Regions from separate parts of the Drosophila melanogaster genome. Here regions 2 and 3 are each linked to region 1. Evidence: chromatin contacts called from public HiChIP or PLAC-seq data. All regions are on one chromosome and are shown on one strand. The core of a region is the stretch at or near the end of the contact, and the rest is flanking DNA. Distances in the headings are between cores, read along the strand shown. Region 1 holds the start of CG32512. Region 2 holds the start of Abca3 (ATP binding cassette subfamily A member 3). Region 3 holds the start of Mnr (Membrane-bound Notch regulator).

The links. HiChIP or PLAC-seq counts read pairs in DNA pulled down with a chosen protein or histone mark.
Region 2: a contact with region 1 is called in an H3K27ac HiChIP or PLAC-seq map of the Kc167 cell line, with 4 times the contacts expected there. The contact joins the promoter of Abca3 here to the promoter of CG32512 in region 1. A contact is called at or near these places in 11 of 107 Hi-C or Micro-C datasets (the Kc167 cell line, the ML-DmBG3-c2 cell line, the S2 cell line and 5 more) and 1 of 6 datasets of contacts at active chromatin or transcription factors (the Kc167 cell line).
Region 3: a Psq HiChIP or PLAC-seq map of the Kc167 cell line shows a contact between it and region 1, with 4 times the contacts expected there. The contact joins the promoter of Mnr here to the promoter of CG32512 in region 1. A contact is called at or near these places in 1 of 1 datasets of contacts at CTCF or cohesin (the Kc167 cell line), 10 of 107 Hi-C or Micro-C datasets (the Kc167 cell line, the S2 cell line, embryo and 5 more) and 2 of 6 datasets of contacts at active chromatin or transcription factors (both in the Kc167 cell line).

What each region holds. Positions count from the first base shown.
Region 1 is chrX:21,064,843-21,069,754 of dm6, forward strand. CG32512 reads right to left here and starts at 2,698. Exons shown (of 3, transcript NM_001298580.1): 1 at 1,758-2,698. The coding sequence starts at 2,377. All of the region lies in intron 2 of bves (bves,), which reads left to right.
Region 2 is chrX:21,303,903-21,308,814 of dm6, forward strand. It overlaps Abca3 (ATP binding cassette subfamily A member 3), which reads right to left and starts at 2,763. Exons shown (of 13, transcript NM_134601.3): 1 at 2,433-2,763; 2 at 1,628-1,841. It overlaps CG1801, which reads right to left. Exons shown (of 14, transcript NM_167739.3): 12 at 4,324-4,912; 13 at 4,185-4,250; 14 at 3,684-4,033. The coding sequence ends at 3,781. tRNA:Tyr-GTA-1-1 (transfer RNA:Tyrosine-GTA 1-1) reads right to left here and starts at 633; the gene lies at 539-633. tRNA:Tyr-GTA-2-1 (transfer RNA:Tyrosine-GTA 2-1) reads left to right here and starts at 811; the gene lies at 811-918.
Region 3 is chrX:21,278,346-21,283,257 of dm6, forward strand. Mnr (Membrane-bound Notch regulator) reads right to left here and starts at 2,826. Exons shown (of 6, transcript NM_167735.2): 1 at 2,701-2,826; 2 at 837-841.

The sequences.
Region 1 (4,912 bases), core at 1,448-3,947:
TGCGGTATTCATAGCAAAAAAGCGTGGATAATGCAGCTTTGTACTTGCACTTGGGGCGAATTCAGTGGAATCAGCTGGCGACCAGCTGATAAAACGATAAAACGCGGCGAACGCAGCTGATTTATGGACAGGGGTGAAGAAAAGACAGCAAGTCCATACTACAGTTGCAGTCAACATATTAGGCCAGCCATAAATGCAAATATTGATTTAATAAATTTTTTCAAACTTGCAACTAAATAACTCAATCGACTGGTAACGAACGGTCTTGCCGCGACATCACTTTTAAATCAATCGTCCTTCCTTGCATGCTACAGTTTTTCCCCGGACTGTATGCACGCGAAAGCTCTTCCCGATGACGTAGGACCCGGATCGCACTTTGCACTCCAGCAGGTGGTTGGTTGCGGATTGGGCGAGAGAGCGAGCCAACAAGAGCGGGTGATTCAGGGGGTTTTAGGGAACTCTATTGACATGCCAATTGTCGTCATAGCGCCCCACTGACCGCAAGATAACGACCGTTTCTAGACACACCCCCGCGCCACCCGAGGTTTAACATATCGCTTGACATTGAGTCAGCATTACGGTCAAGGCGAATATCACTTGATCGTATTTTTAGACTCACGCACTTGTCGTTAGTAATGCGGCCTAGAGGCCCAAATTCCCGTGAATCACCAACAGAAATTGGGGCTTACGTTAACTAAGGTTAGGAAAGGAGGGGTTCTTCTGTTTGGCTATGCAATTGTTAATAAATTATTCCATTTCTTGGGGTTCCACTGTGGCGATCGATATCGTGCAGGTCACGAGTTTGGCGTCTGCTGCCAGGCATTATCAATGGGGTGCTAACAATCTGTTTAATGGTCTTCGTTGTATTTCGCTTTCTGGCCAAAGCTGTTCAGAAAGTTTGAGAGTGCTGCAAATCAGTTTAGTGTTTAGTAGCTGTGACATTTTAGTTAAATACATACATACATATATTGTTAAACTTAGTCTAATAGTCTTTAATGCTTATGTTAAGAAGCCACTTTAGTGTGTTAATAGACCAACGACAGACGTTTCTTGTGTCTGCTGTTTGCATAACGGTTGTACGCCCCAGACAACAGCAGACGGTGGAAAAATTCTACGCTTATATTTGCATTTATAAATATCAATATAGGGGCGTGATCAGCATGATCCGCAGCCGTGACAATGAACTGATAAGAGCTGATAGTGGCGCTAGCATTTAGGATTTCCTTCCTTCGTCAGCTGATGAATTTATTGGTACATATTTAGTAACAGGGGGCGTGCTATATGCCGACCAATGATCGCTACAAAATAATCTTTATGATACATACAGATCAATTTTACTTCGGGTAACTCAATATTCTCCCGTAAATATTAACTTCATTGGCTATTTTTAGAAGTATTTGCACTTTGTGATCATACAAATACAAAATATTCGCCGTCAACGGAGTAAAACTACCAATAAGTTAATTGGATTCGCAACAGAGTTGTTAACAGAACTAATGGAATAATAGAAACTGCACTAAGAGTCAAAAACCTGAATTGTAGAAAAACTAGCAGATATTTTATTTTAAGCGGCACTATCCAAATGTTAAATATTTTAAAGTGACTTAAGTGGCAGTATGCGAATATATTAGAAAGTTTCAACGGAACTCTATCTCCTAAATTTGTAGCAGGTAATTATTGAAATGAGACAACTTAGGAGTCCAGTTGAAAGATGATGGATGATGTGTTTTAGCGGGGAATAATGGTGGGAGACTTACGTGTACAGGCGACTGGCCTGCAGCTTGGCCACCAGGCAGGTGATTCGCTCGGACACCTGCCTAGTCATCTGGGTGCCGATGGCCAGGGCGTCGTCCATTGACGGCTCCATGGAGCTCAGCTTGCGCTGCTGTTGAGCCTTCAGGGCGGCGGCGGGCGTGCTGGTGGCCAAGGGCTCCTCCTCCTGCAACTCCATCTCCTTGAGCATCTGCTGCTGCTGCTCCTGCTGCAGCTTGCGAAATCGCGGGCAGAATCGTAAGAGGTCGCTTCTGGGTGTGGGGGCCGGTGAGATGACCTTTGGACTGGTTGTCATATCCGCCGACGGCGACGATTTCAAAACGGTTTCGGTAACGCCGCTATCCTCGCTATCGCTGCCGGTGACCGAGGAGGACGAGGAGGAGGAGGAGGAGTCGCTGGCGCTACTGCTTAGCTCGAGTTCCTCAAGGAACTGCTGTTCCCTGTGCAGATCCTTTTCCAGATCTCTCCGCTGCTGCTCCTTCTTCTCGCGCTTCTTCAGCGTGTACTTGACACTCTTCACCGCCTTCGATGGCATCCCACAGGCCATGTAGCGCTCGATCTGCTGCTCGTTGTTTTTCTCCACGATCCCTGAATTGTGGCACATCTTTGCATTGGTTTCTGTGGCTCCTCTTTGAATTGATAATCCTTTTTAGATGCTCTGTATTCTTTTTGGCACTCTTCTTTGTCTCGCTTCGCACAGCAAAAAAATTTAATGGGGGTTACTTAACTTTCCGTTTGTATATTTTAAATATTGGATTTTGGGATTTTTCTACACCGCGCTTTCGGATCGGTTTGTGGGTTTTGACTGCGATTCTAACGTGGGGTTGGGTTAATATTTGGGGTGGTTATTTTTTTTTTTTTTGGATTCCGGGGGGACCAAGTGCGACACGCGGCGCGTTGAGGTGTGCGATTTTGAATGGGAAGTCGCCGCTGCCATTAGCTTTTATATATACCGCCGACAACGCCAGTTCTTGCGCCAACGGCGCTGCCCGCTCTGCTTCCGCTCTCTTCGGACGCGGCGAACGCTCCGCTCTCTTCGGGATCTACATTTTGCACTCCGATCGAATCGGCGGAGCTGATGCAACAGTGGGACTAATGGCGGTGCCCAGTGGGTTGCCCAGTAGTCCAGATCAGCATGATCGCGTGCTTTCTTATCCGCAAAGTGCATTTGCCTTTATAACCGTAAAAGCCAAACACTTGGATTGATAGATGGCTTTATTGTTATATCGTTATATATATATATCGATCGACTGTGTAATTATATGTAAAGCTACCAATATATGTAATACTACCAATAAGATAAAATCTGTACTAGGATGTATATTTCCAACGCTTGGAAATGAAAATCAGACAATTGAACAGATCGATGATCCATAGATCTGTGTCACTCCAATCTATATAGTAATCTAAATATAATATGTAAAATGTATTAACTATCGTATACAAATTAAGCCATATATTCAGACAATCAATCGTATGATTTAAAATGGAACCGAACAGATAAGATTAGTCAATTGGTCTGCGATTATTGGCATTGGTTTATAAATTTAGCAAAACAATTGACTCAATTCCAGTTTCGTTTGAATCAATTTGAAATTGTTTGGTTTTTTTTTTTTTAACATTGGTGTCAACCCACTTAAGCCGGATTGCAAATCCCACTGTGCGATGCGTTTAAACTGGATTATCCCAAAAAGAGCGGCCGTTGGGAGGCTGGGCTTCAGCTGGCGATCTCTTAAATCTAGCGAGGTTTTTAAGAGAGCCGCCGCCTTATCAACAGCAAGTCTCAATTAATGGTGGCTGTCACGCTGCGATCGTTTGGCATTATATGCCGCCTTATAAGCACCTGACAAATGGATGCCACATGTGAATAGTTAGTGGCCCAACCTTCAGACGTTTATTTTTTTCGATTTTTTTCGCCAGAAACTTTCCAACAATGTTGCGCCGAAAAAGTGTGGAATCCACAGCGGGATGCAAATGCCTTGAATTCCTGCGACGTCACCAGCGCGTTCGAGCAATCCCCGCCTAATGCACACATACATACATATGTATCCATATGTACATTGGATCCACCGATTCTGGTTTATCACCAGTGAGTCGTCGGCTTAAATTCGGCGAATGGCTTCGATCACTTGCGTCGTGGGGAACGATTTCTTATTTCGATTTCGGAGAAACTCCCCAACGGATATTTAATATTCTGTTACCCATTCGGGGGGAAAAACTTTTCCACCCACCCCCCGGATTTTGTGGGTATTAGACACATTTGCCACTGACGCAAGACATCTGCAAGAAATCACAGGTGAATCATATGGAAAAGAACACGTTCAGCTCAGCACTGATCACTCGATGAATATATAATACAAAGCAATGATTAAACTAAACGGTAGTTGAGCAAGTAGCTAACTATACATGCAAACATAATCCATTTACACTTTGATAGTAGATCGTAGACTCTTAGAAAGTAGCCGCAGCCCAATTCGAAATGCTAATGATAACGAAAATCTGGTTGGGTGAATCACCCAGTGATTCAGTGGGGCTTGACGAGGATCGCCTCCTAGCCAGATCAGTTAAAAGTCCCCCACTGAAACTGACCACTTCTTGCGATGTGGCAAATCTTTCGCACAAATAAAAAAAATAACGTGCTGGCAAAAAATAGAATAAACGAACTGTTTACTGTTTGATTAAAATTCACTTGATTAAGCTGGGCGTGAAGAGACTAATCATGGACAATCAGCGAACGGGACCATGTCATTATCCCCGATTCACCGCAGCACCCAGCACCCTGCGATAAATCCGCAGAGCACCGATTCTTGAGAGCCACGATGAGTGGGCAAGAAATCACGGCCAGTGCACGATGTCCGGCCAAATTGGGTGACCAAAAGCGGATTTAATGGCAGTATTTGTATGCACCATAAGGAGGCGATCGGCCAAAAACGATCGGAGGAGGGATCTACGTCCGGCCAGACAAATCGAAGCGAATCGAAATGGTTGGGAGTGCGACTGGGATTTGAACCGCAATTAGATAATGAGCAGTTTGTGGGCAGCCATCGAACGGCGATCGACGCGATCGGCCATGCCAGGAATCGTATATAGAAAGTACTCTCCATGTACATCTTATCGATTCGAGTTGATCCCCTTGTCA
Region 2 (4,912 bases), core at 1,513-4,012, 240 kb after region 1:
CTACTGCGATTAGACAGAACGGTACTTTGGGAAAATTCTTAAAAACCGTGCTGCCAAAATCTTTGATTGTATACGTAGAAATTCGCACGAGCACCTGTTCTTCGCGAAGGTGTTATCGCAAATTAATTTAAACGGTAACTATGACATCGTGGTATTATATCGCTGCTTTAAATTTATTGTTTGCTCAAGAGTTCATGCACGTTTTGGGCCATAAATGTTTGGAGTAAACTGTACGCGTTCTGTACCGAATGGACACGTATCAGAAAAATTAAAATTCTCACGGCCTGGGAATGGTGAAACTATATGTTACGAATTTAGGTGTGAGTGGTTGCATTGCTAGTCGTTTATCGAGTTACTCGTTGCTAAGCTTTTATTTGGGATAACGATAGAAATTAGCAAAAATATTTAAATATTCCATGATCAAAAGCAACGAAAGTGCCACTTCTCTCCTGTTACATTAATTTAAATGTCCGATGTTCTCAGGTCAGCAATATGATCTCTTTGCTGTGTGCAAAAAATAAAATTAAAGTGAAAAAAATCCTTCGAGCCGGATTTGAACCAGCGACCTATGGATCTCTGCCATTGCGATTTACCATCTACAGTCCACCGCTCTACCAACTGAGCTATCGAAGGTGCGATGGGCGCTCCAGCCGAGCAGATAAACAAAAGCTACGAAAATGAAGCCATGCGAACTAGTAAAAGTGAAAGGTAAGCTATGAGATGCATATATTGTAGCATATGTAGCTGGCATATATATTATATAGAAATTTAAAATAAAGCAATGTCAGCGGGGCAGAGTTTTAGACACAACCTTCGATAGCTCAGTTGGTAGAGCGGTGGACTGTAGACGGTTTCATATTGAATGCAGAATACAGAGCAGAGATCCATAGGTCGCTGGTTCAAGTCCGGCTCGAAGGATTGTTCTTTTTTTTTGGCCCCGACACGCTCCGAAATGCCATAATTCGCCCAGGGCGATCTTGAATCATAAAACGAGTATTAGACTCTAGGGCCCCCAATAGCAATACGATGCGGAATGTTGATATGGATTGTTTCACAGAATGTACCGAAAGCAATAAGAGCTCCATTCATCACGAGGACCTCTCTCTCACCTGCTGACTAATTTGGAACGATGAATCACCGAGTGTCTTTAATGGCACCTGACATTTTGACATGTGACGCACATAAAAGAAGGAGTACTGTACTATCGCCAACTGATTGGCCAATCTAACGGCCCATGTAGCATTTCTCGTGCACAGTGGATTGCGGTGATAATAGTGGCATTATCATGAATTCAATAAACCCACAGCAGGCTACCCATTCACTTCCCAAGGGTCTGAAGAGCAATCTGTTAAACTCGCTGTTGATCGATACAAGGAAGTTTGACAGCTAACAACAAACACGTGTAAAGTTGAAAGACTTAGTCATACTAGCAATATCTTTGCAAGAACATACTGTCATACAAAGCTCTCTTAAGATAACAATGAGGAATGCCCTTGTTTTTGATTTGAAAAGAAAATTTTCAATCGAAAATGAGAATATGTATATCCCCAATGATCGTGAATCACATTTTAATAACATGGAACTAGCCATGGAAAATTAGATAATGTTCAATTACTCTTGCACTTACCCCGTGAACGTTTTGAAGGCAATAATTGCAATTGCAACTCTGTTTGTTTTGTACTGTTTGTTGTTCTTGCGATTAAGTGAGAGCCCACTTAGTGATAAAAATTACATCGACATTGAAAATTACTGCATAATCAATTGCCAATCAAATTGCTGCAATTGCGATTAATTATTTATGCTGACGCTTTGCCCTTTTTGCACTCGTATTTGCACTGTCACTGAAATTGGAATATATTAGAAGGATAACAAAAACAAAATGTTTTACATAAACAGGGTTGCACAGCTTCGGTTCATCAAATTAGGCCCTGAACCAGGATTCTTTTAACTAATTTAAAGCAAACACTCTTGAACCTCTTCGGTTGATTTCAAATATTTTTGAATTAATTTTGCAAAAATTTACATACATATGCATATATATTAACAAAAAAGAAATTATAATATGAGTTTTCACTTCACTTTTATGAATACTTAAATTAATATATATATTTATTTACATATGCACAGAGTTATGAAAAGATAAACATAAAACTTCAAGAAATTTAGTTGTTTCCTTAAAATATAATGCATACGTAGGTTTCTTCGTTAAGGGTGTTATTAAATTCAAACTCTTGCGATCACATTTAGCAGCCCATTCCCCAACGGTCAAAGTTCAACGGCGGTGCCGTCTAACTGTAAATATGACTGCATCACTTGGGGATGCGCATGCAACAATTCACGCCCGGGAAAATGTGTGTATGCACCGTTATACAGACAAACCGTGCAAGTGTGTGCTTGCGTTTTGGCAAAGATATCCAGCAACAACTACGAACCGGCGAATTTGCGGCAATAATTCGGATTTCGCCCACTGTGCGGCTGTCTAATGATTATTCCGCACTAACACCGCGAAACATAAACAATATATACATATGTGCGCTGTACGAATATTTAGCTTTTATTAGTTTTTATCTCTTGCTGCGTCATTGAGCTGACCAAAAGTTCATAATAATCGATTAGTAAAACGCCGTCCGCACTTCTATTTAATATTTTTCATATCAATAATTTGCCTGATTTGTTTTTAGGGGCTTAACAGCTGTTGTTAACACACACTGAAACACACAAGAAAATAATGATAAGCTAATAGTACTTCTAACGCCGCCGGAGATGCCAAACAAAATGAAACGAAACGAACTGTTAGGCAGCTAATAACAACAATGAGAGCGGAGAGAGCAGAGCACAGAGCTGAGCTGAGCAGTTAGATTCTAGCTTTGGTCTACTTTGCGGTAGATTTAGTTCTATGATAAGTAACGCTCAACATTTTTTAAACGGACTAACAAAATCTTTCTAGAATAGACGAAATTCATTATTATTGGGTTTCAAAGAAGAAGCATCACGCAAATAATAGCAATTTTTTATTCATTCTGAGTTTGTGCAGCCTTTAAAGCAGCTTTTTTGAAGCAAAAATCTGGGCAGCACTAGCGGTAACAAAGAGAACGAATAACAACTGTTACGTCAGCTGGCATTGAAAGTAAGAGCTAGAAATATTCTAACGCCAAAAATATAAGCATCGATTATTGGTCTATCGATAACGGACGCGCGCGCTAATGGACAAAGTTCAAAATCTATTTTGAAAGTAGTTTCAAATCTACGTAAAGCGTAGTATTTATTTTTAAATAGTATCCTTGCCAAAAACTCTAAACTCAAAAGCTCGCACTAAGTACTCTAATAATGTAGTTTTTAATCTCAATGTTGGTCCTGCAGCTAAACTGTCTGTTCATCAATTAATTATCAATTGCTAGTCGGAAATGTGTCAAAGAAACGAGCACGCAAATGAAAAATGAATGCGGGCACGTGCAGAGCTTCCCAGAACCTATGAACTTCCCCAGGGATTATTATTATTTATGCAAAGCCACACGTGTGGAACCAGCAAAGTTCTCATTTCTTGAAAGCGGGTAAGCCCACATTTCCAAGGCCCTGCGTCTGGACAACTGAGGCCAGACATTGACCTCCGCATGAGTCAGCTGATTTGGTTAATTTTTAGTTATTTTAAATTGTTCTCCCATTTAAAACATTTTTAAATAACTGCTGGAAAATTAATCAATTTTACATTTGAACACTGTTTAGAAACGTATAATGGTATATAATGGTATAATAAACGCCTTCCCCAATAAGTGCTCGGAACTACTTTTTTGCTCTGCCCTTTTTGGGGGACGTCGTGTCCAGGGGAAGCGGACCCTCCGTCTGGACGAGGTGGTGCTTCAACTGGGCCCGGGTCTCCTGCACCTGGGCCACCACACTCATCATGTCCGCCTGGTAAATGCAGTAGTCGCTCACGTTGAGACGCAATTTGTTCTTCTCCATTGCGCCATACAGGAATGAGTAAACGATGTGGCCCACTGGCACGTAGAATTTGAACCAATTGTTAAGTCGACCTCTGAAACATACACGACAACATTAAAAGTAAATTATTATGAAATCTTTTTTAAAAGCGAATTTAAATCAACTCAATAGTTATTTAAGTATCGGTCGAATAAATGTGGAGCCTATGCTTTAATGATATAGGAAAATTCATATAGGAAACTTACACTAGCTCTGATCTATTGTGCAGGAAGTTGACGAACTTGGCCAAATTTTCCACATCCTTACGCAAACTGATGGAGAAAAAAATGCATTATATTATTATTATTATCCATGAACCAGGGGACAAAGCTATGTAAAACCCACTTCTCCTCCGATTCGGCGAGGGTGGCTCCATCGCGGATGAGCCGAACCTCTAGATAGAATCCATGGCTGTACTTGTATCGTAGATACTGCAGGCTGCCGATGGCCAGCATCTCGCTGTCCTGGAACAGGATAATAAAGTCGGCAAGGATTTTGCACTCCAGCTCATCGTTGGTGGCAAAAATGATTGTTTTGCCGCAGTATCGGATATACCGAAGGATGTTCCAGATTTCCCGCCTGGTAGTTGCCGGCATGCCGCACGTGGGCTCGTCCAGAACGAGGATCTTGTTGTAGGCCACCAGTGCCAGGGCAATTTTTAACTTGTGCCGCTTCTCTGCCGTCAGCAAACTGCACTTTCGGTGCATCCACCCGGTCATGTTGAGCATGAGGCACAGGTCATGCATCTTCTCGCCGATCTTAGCCTCGGGAACACCACGGATCATGCACAACAGACGGATGTGCTCCCGCGGTGTCAGCTCATTGAGGAGTCCTCGATGCTGCGGAGAGTAGCCCATGTAGGTGTGGATGCTTTCCAGATCGTACTTGAAGTCCAGGCCCCGCACGTAGATCTCGCCAAAGGCGAATCCACGCT
Region 3 (4,912 bases), core at 1,576-4,075, 210 kb after region 1:
GCAAAAACTTTCGGAGATTCCACACAAATTAAATTTCCCCAAGCAAAAAAGTTGCCAATAATTTGCGTGTGGGTCGGGGGATAATCGAATATAACTTAGCCTCATGGAAATTATTTGTTGCGAAAGTTTTGCCCGTTCAGGCAAACTTTGCGACTGGTTTAGCATAATAGCGATATAATTTTTTGCCATTTTTCAACTTCAATATAGAGGCATTTAATTGATTTTGATCGATAGTAGAAGCCTAATTGAATCCGGCCCCGTCTTCCGATGTTTGTGATTATAGACTTGACTTTGATAGATGGCCTAATTGCTAAATTGGTTGTATGAGCTGTAGATTTACTACTTATTCGACGGATAGTTTCAAGAGGTGTTTGCCATAAACATAAATTGTTTTGTTGTTTTGACAAATAGGAAAAATAACTTTCATATAAAATTGGGCACCAGCTTTATCAAGTTTTAAATACTGAATGGAAATAAAATGGAAAAATAATAGTGATTGTGTTGAATATTCAGATACATTTAATATATACATACTTTTTCACGATGCTTTACTCTATTTTCGTTGAAAAAATTCCAAAAAAAAAAAAACATAGCTCTGCAATCCGATAGATTGCTTAATATGTCCAATAAAAGCTCTTGCAAACACGTTATTCCAAGCTAATGTCAAAAATGTTTTCCCTGCCGCATTTCAGTCAGTTTTCCTAAAGTTTTCCTGATTGATTTGTCGGAAAGCACAAGACTTTGCAGCGAAACAAAAGTCGCAGTAAATTAATAAGCCTGCCGCAGACGCGGGGGGCAGTCAGGCCCCCTATGACCAAATGGTAACACATACTGACCTGACCTACTCTCCGGTTGCGAGTTGGAGCACGGGCCCGAGTATGGGATCCAGAACGGGAACGGGAAGAGGAGCGTTGCACAGCGGTGGCAGTGGCGAAAATAGTAACATAAAGAATAAAACACAAAAATATATGTAGAAAAAAATATAGAAAATTTTGTTATAGAAAAAATTGGACTCTGTGTGGTATAGGCTTATAAGTGAGAGCACTTGAGTATACACTGAGAGAAATAAGGCAACTCGCGCCTTGAAGGCAGACAATATCAGCGAGCTCTTAGCAATCATTTTTCACTTGAATTTTTTGAGTTGGCTCCATGATTAGCACTTAACGGCTGCCATCCTGAGTATATTTAAGATTTGCACTTATTTCCGATTAAATGTTCACACTTAGGATAGGAACCGATCTGCGCGCAACGTCTCGAACTCTAATGAATTTCCCGCCGTGTAAAGTGGAGACTGGGAGCCTTTGGAGACCTCGCTGTTTGAAGCCCCTTTGCTGTTCCCCGATCCCCGGCGAGGGTCCTTCATGCTGGGCCCCCGGAACACGCGATATTACTGGGGGGGAATATACACATACATATGTATATGCAGGAGAAGGAGCGGGGTCTACATACTATATGTACATATATTCCGGGGAATGCAAAGGGGTCTAAAACGACGACGGTGGGCATGGCTGACTTTATTCTGACGGACTGTTGCGTGTTTTGGAGCCAACAACTGCGATGTACTCGTTGCCATTGTTGTCGCCGTTGTTGTTGCTGTTGTTTTTGTTACTTTGTTGTTGCGGCTTCCATTTACTTTCTATTGTATTATATTTTATATGCTTTGACAAAGCCCCAAGCCACTTAGACAAACTGCTTCAACTTTCTGCCCGGCTCTTGTTGCTGTTTATTATTGTTATTTAATGTTTATAGTTCGCCGAACAAGACGCGATATGTGGGTGGTTTCAGGCGGCATCACCCCTTCCCTTTCGGAGGCGTTGGGAAAGGGATTATTAGCCATGTATATTAGATGACGTTACACGACCCGGCCTACAAAAGAAACACGAAGAACCTCCGAGGAAATTGCTAGACAAAGTGGAACACTCAACACTGATCATCGCAATTAGTATGTCCCCATTTAAAGCATGGCTCTTGCATTACAGAGTTTAGGTTTAGAATTAAGTGACAAATAATTCAAATGATTTTTCCAGTATAATTAATACACTGAAGACGTCTTCGCATTAATGCGTTCAAGTCTTTTAAACCTCTTTAACTAACGTTTTGCGTTTGGAACGTTAAGAAAATATGTTTGACCATTTTAGATTTTTCAAAAAGAAAATTTAAAAACTTTTCTCCTAACAAGTTCAATGGCATAATTCGGCAATTTAAACACTGAGCCTGTGAGTTGAAAGCGTTTCCGAAATTCTTAAGCGCTTAGCAAAATTTTTTTTTTTTTTAATTGATATCCATCAATAAAATCAGCTAAAAAAAACAACATTCGAATTGCTAATTAGCAAGAGAGAGAAACGAATTAGAAAAGGCAAAGCAGAGATGACGATCACGATCACGATCTCACACACTCGAAAAAAACTATATATGCAAATATGTTTTAATTGAGCACAACAACAATGGCAACAACGTTGGCGGCACAGATTGGATTCACTTTGTTTTTAGCACTTTTTCGCAGAAAAAATGATTTAATGGCACAAAAACGAAAAAAAGAACAACACAATAAAAAAAAATTTCAGTTGTGAGAAAAAATCCCAAATCATTAGCACTTTAATTGTATTTTGGGTTTATTTTCAGTTTTTTTTTTCGTTAGTTTTTCTTTTTTTGTTTTCTTTTGATTCGAAACGCGTTTCGTGAAATCACCGGCTTACGTACGTTTATAATTTGCGTCAAAATCGCTGAGAACTGCGTTCGTTGTGGGAGCTAAAAATTAAACCGTCGGGAGCCCAACTGACACCTTCAGTGCTTCGTTTTGCACTGAGCGCCAACGCAGCGCCAGTGTAGCGCCAAAAACCGGTTCGGCTCCACGTTCAACGGCTCATGGGGACTCGGGCATCTTCGGCAATTTGGCCTTCGTGCCCGCATCGCATCATCTCGCTCTTTCCCTTGCTCCCGTTCAGCCTTCCTCCTACCATACCCTGCCCTCGCCGTTGCACCAACGCGATTTCAATGCCAAGCCAAAGCAGATGTTACCAGCGTGGATTTTGTTGTTTTGATTTTTTGTCGCGCTCGCACGTGCGCGAGTGTGTGCGTTTTTGTTTTGTTGGTGGCAAGTGCAACGCTTTCGAATACCGTGTAACTTCAGATAGCTCTGATAGAATGAATTTAGAACTATAGCGATCAGCCTAATAACTGTAGTGTTTATTTCAGAAGAAATAAATACATATGTACATATGTATGACAGGAACATAGAACTTCAAAAATACACATTTCATAAGCATTGACCAAAACACACGACACAGCAGTGATTTGAAATTTACACTTCCTTCAATAAGTAAACTTACATACCTAACTGATGTAGCAGAATCAATATTCGCTTACCATATTGCGGTTGTAACAGATTATAACTTATCCCATCTTTAGATTTTCAATAGATTCATTCTGAAAGCCAAACAAATAAATTAATTGGTATCAAAGTTCAGAATCACATCACTTCCTGCATACCCTGCATATTTACCACTAACGGCACTTACTCACACCGGAGTAAAAAGAAAAAGAAGGCAAAGAAGAAAAAGCAGAAACGCCAGTTAAAAGAAAGTTGGCAGCGCTATGATTTTAATTGGGAATCGTTTATGGGACAGAGATTTTTCTAATCCAAATGAGTTATTCGGTCATTAGTAAAGCTATTAGGGTTCCCTCCCGCTCATGATGTCTCTCACTCCCACCCTTGATCACTCTGCTGACGGTATCTTTTTTATACCCTATATGAGGGATTCATAAATATGGTTTCCCTTATTTTTTCAGAAGCTTTTAACTTTTGGTTTGCTGGCACGTTAAATATATGTACATACAAATGTATGTACATACATGCATACATTGTGTACAATAAATACCGATCCAGGCTATTCAGCACAATAAACAATACTTTTTTGGTAAGGAACTTTAAGATTCGGTCAGATTTCGCTTCTCTTCCTATTGTAACATTTATGTACATACATATGTATGTATGTACATATATATGTATTTTCAGTTGTTGTTGTTGTCATAAGCAAGGCAGAACGAATTTTTCAAGTTCAACATGTCGCCGCTTATTTTAATTTTAATCACACAACACAAAACATGAGCCGTGGTTATTGCTGTTGTTGTGGCTTTTTGTGTTACATTTTAATGTTATGCGGCCTTTGTTTGTTTGTTTATGCACACAAAACATTTATAAAAGTGCCCCAGGGTGGACTTCAATTGTTCCTAAAATTTAAGGTCATGCGGTGCAGTTTATAGGAAATTATTTAAGGCGAAACTGAATTTCCAACACATGTGCGTTTTGAACAGAAATAATTAATATAAATGATTATCATTTTAATAAAAACAATTAATCATGTACTTGTTTATTAAATAATGCTAATGCATAAATGGCTTTTTCAAACTTTTTTAAATTTGTTTAGGTATTTCCGATCTTTTCCTTTCAAATTCCACCCCAAATGACGCATATTTTATGGGATTTTTTCTGGCTTTTCTTATTTAGACTTTTGGGCCCTTAATGTCCTCTATGAGATATTATGTGCCATGCACACACACTAGCACATATCCAAAGATAACTGTAATGTTGTAATGTAGTCCATTTGCGACAAATATGCGCACCCAAAAAATGCTCCTCGGACAATGGCTGAAATTGTTCGCATATTCATGACCGAATTACCCACATTCGGCTGGCGAGTGAGCGAGAGGAGAGACCCTCCAGTGTGAGCGAGAGGGATGACGAAGGGTGCGCAGGGAGGGCGGATGACTGGACACAGCAGAACAAACAAAACCCATTGGCAAGGCACGCAAATCTCGGCTATGACCAAAATATTTGCCAAAGCTCGTCGAGTCCTAAAAAATCAAAAAGAAAAAAAAAATGTACACCGAACATAAAATCTGCAAGCAACCC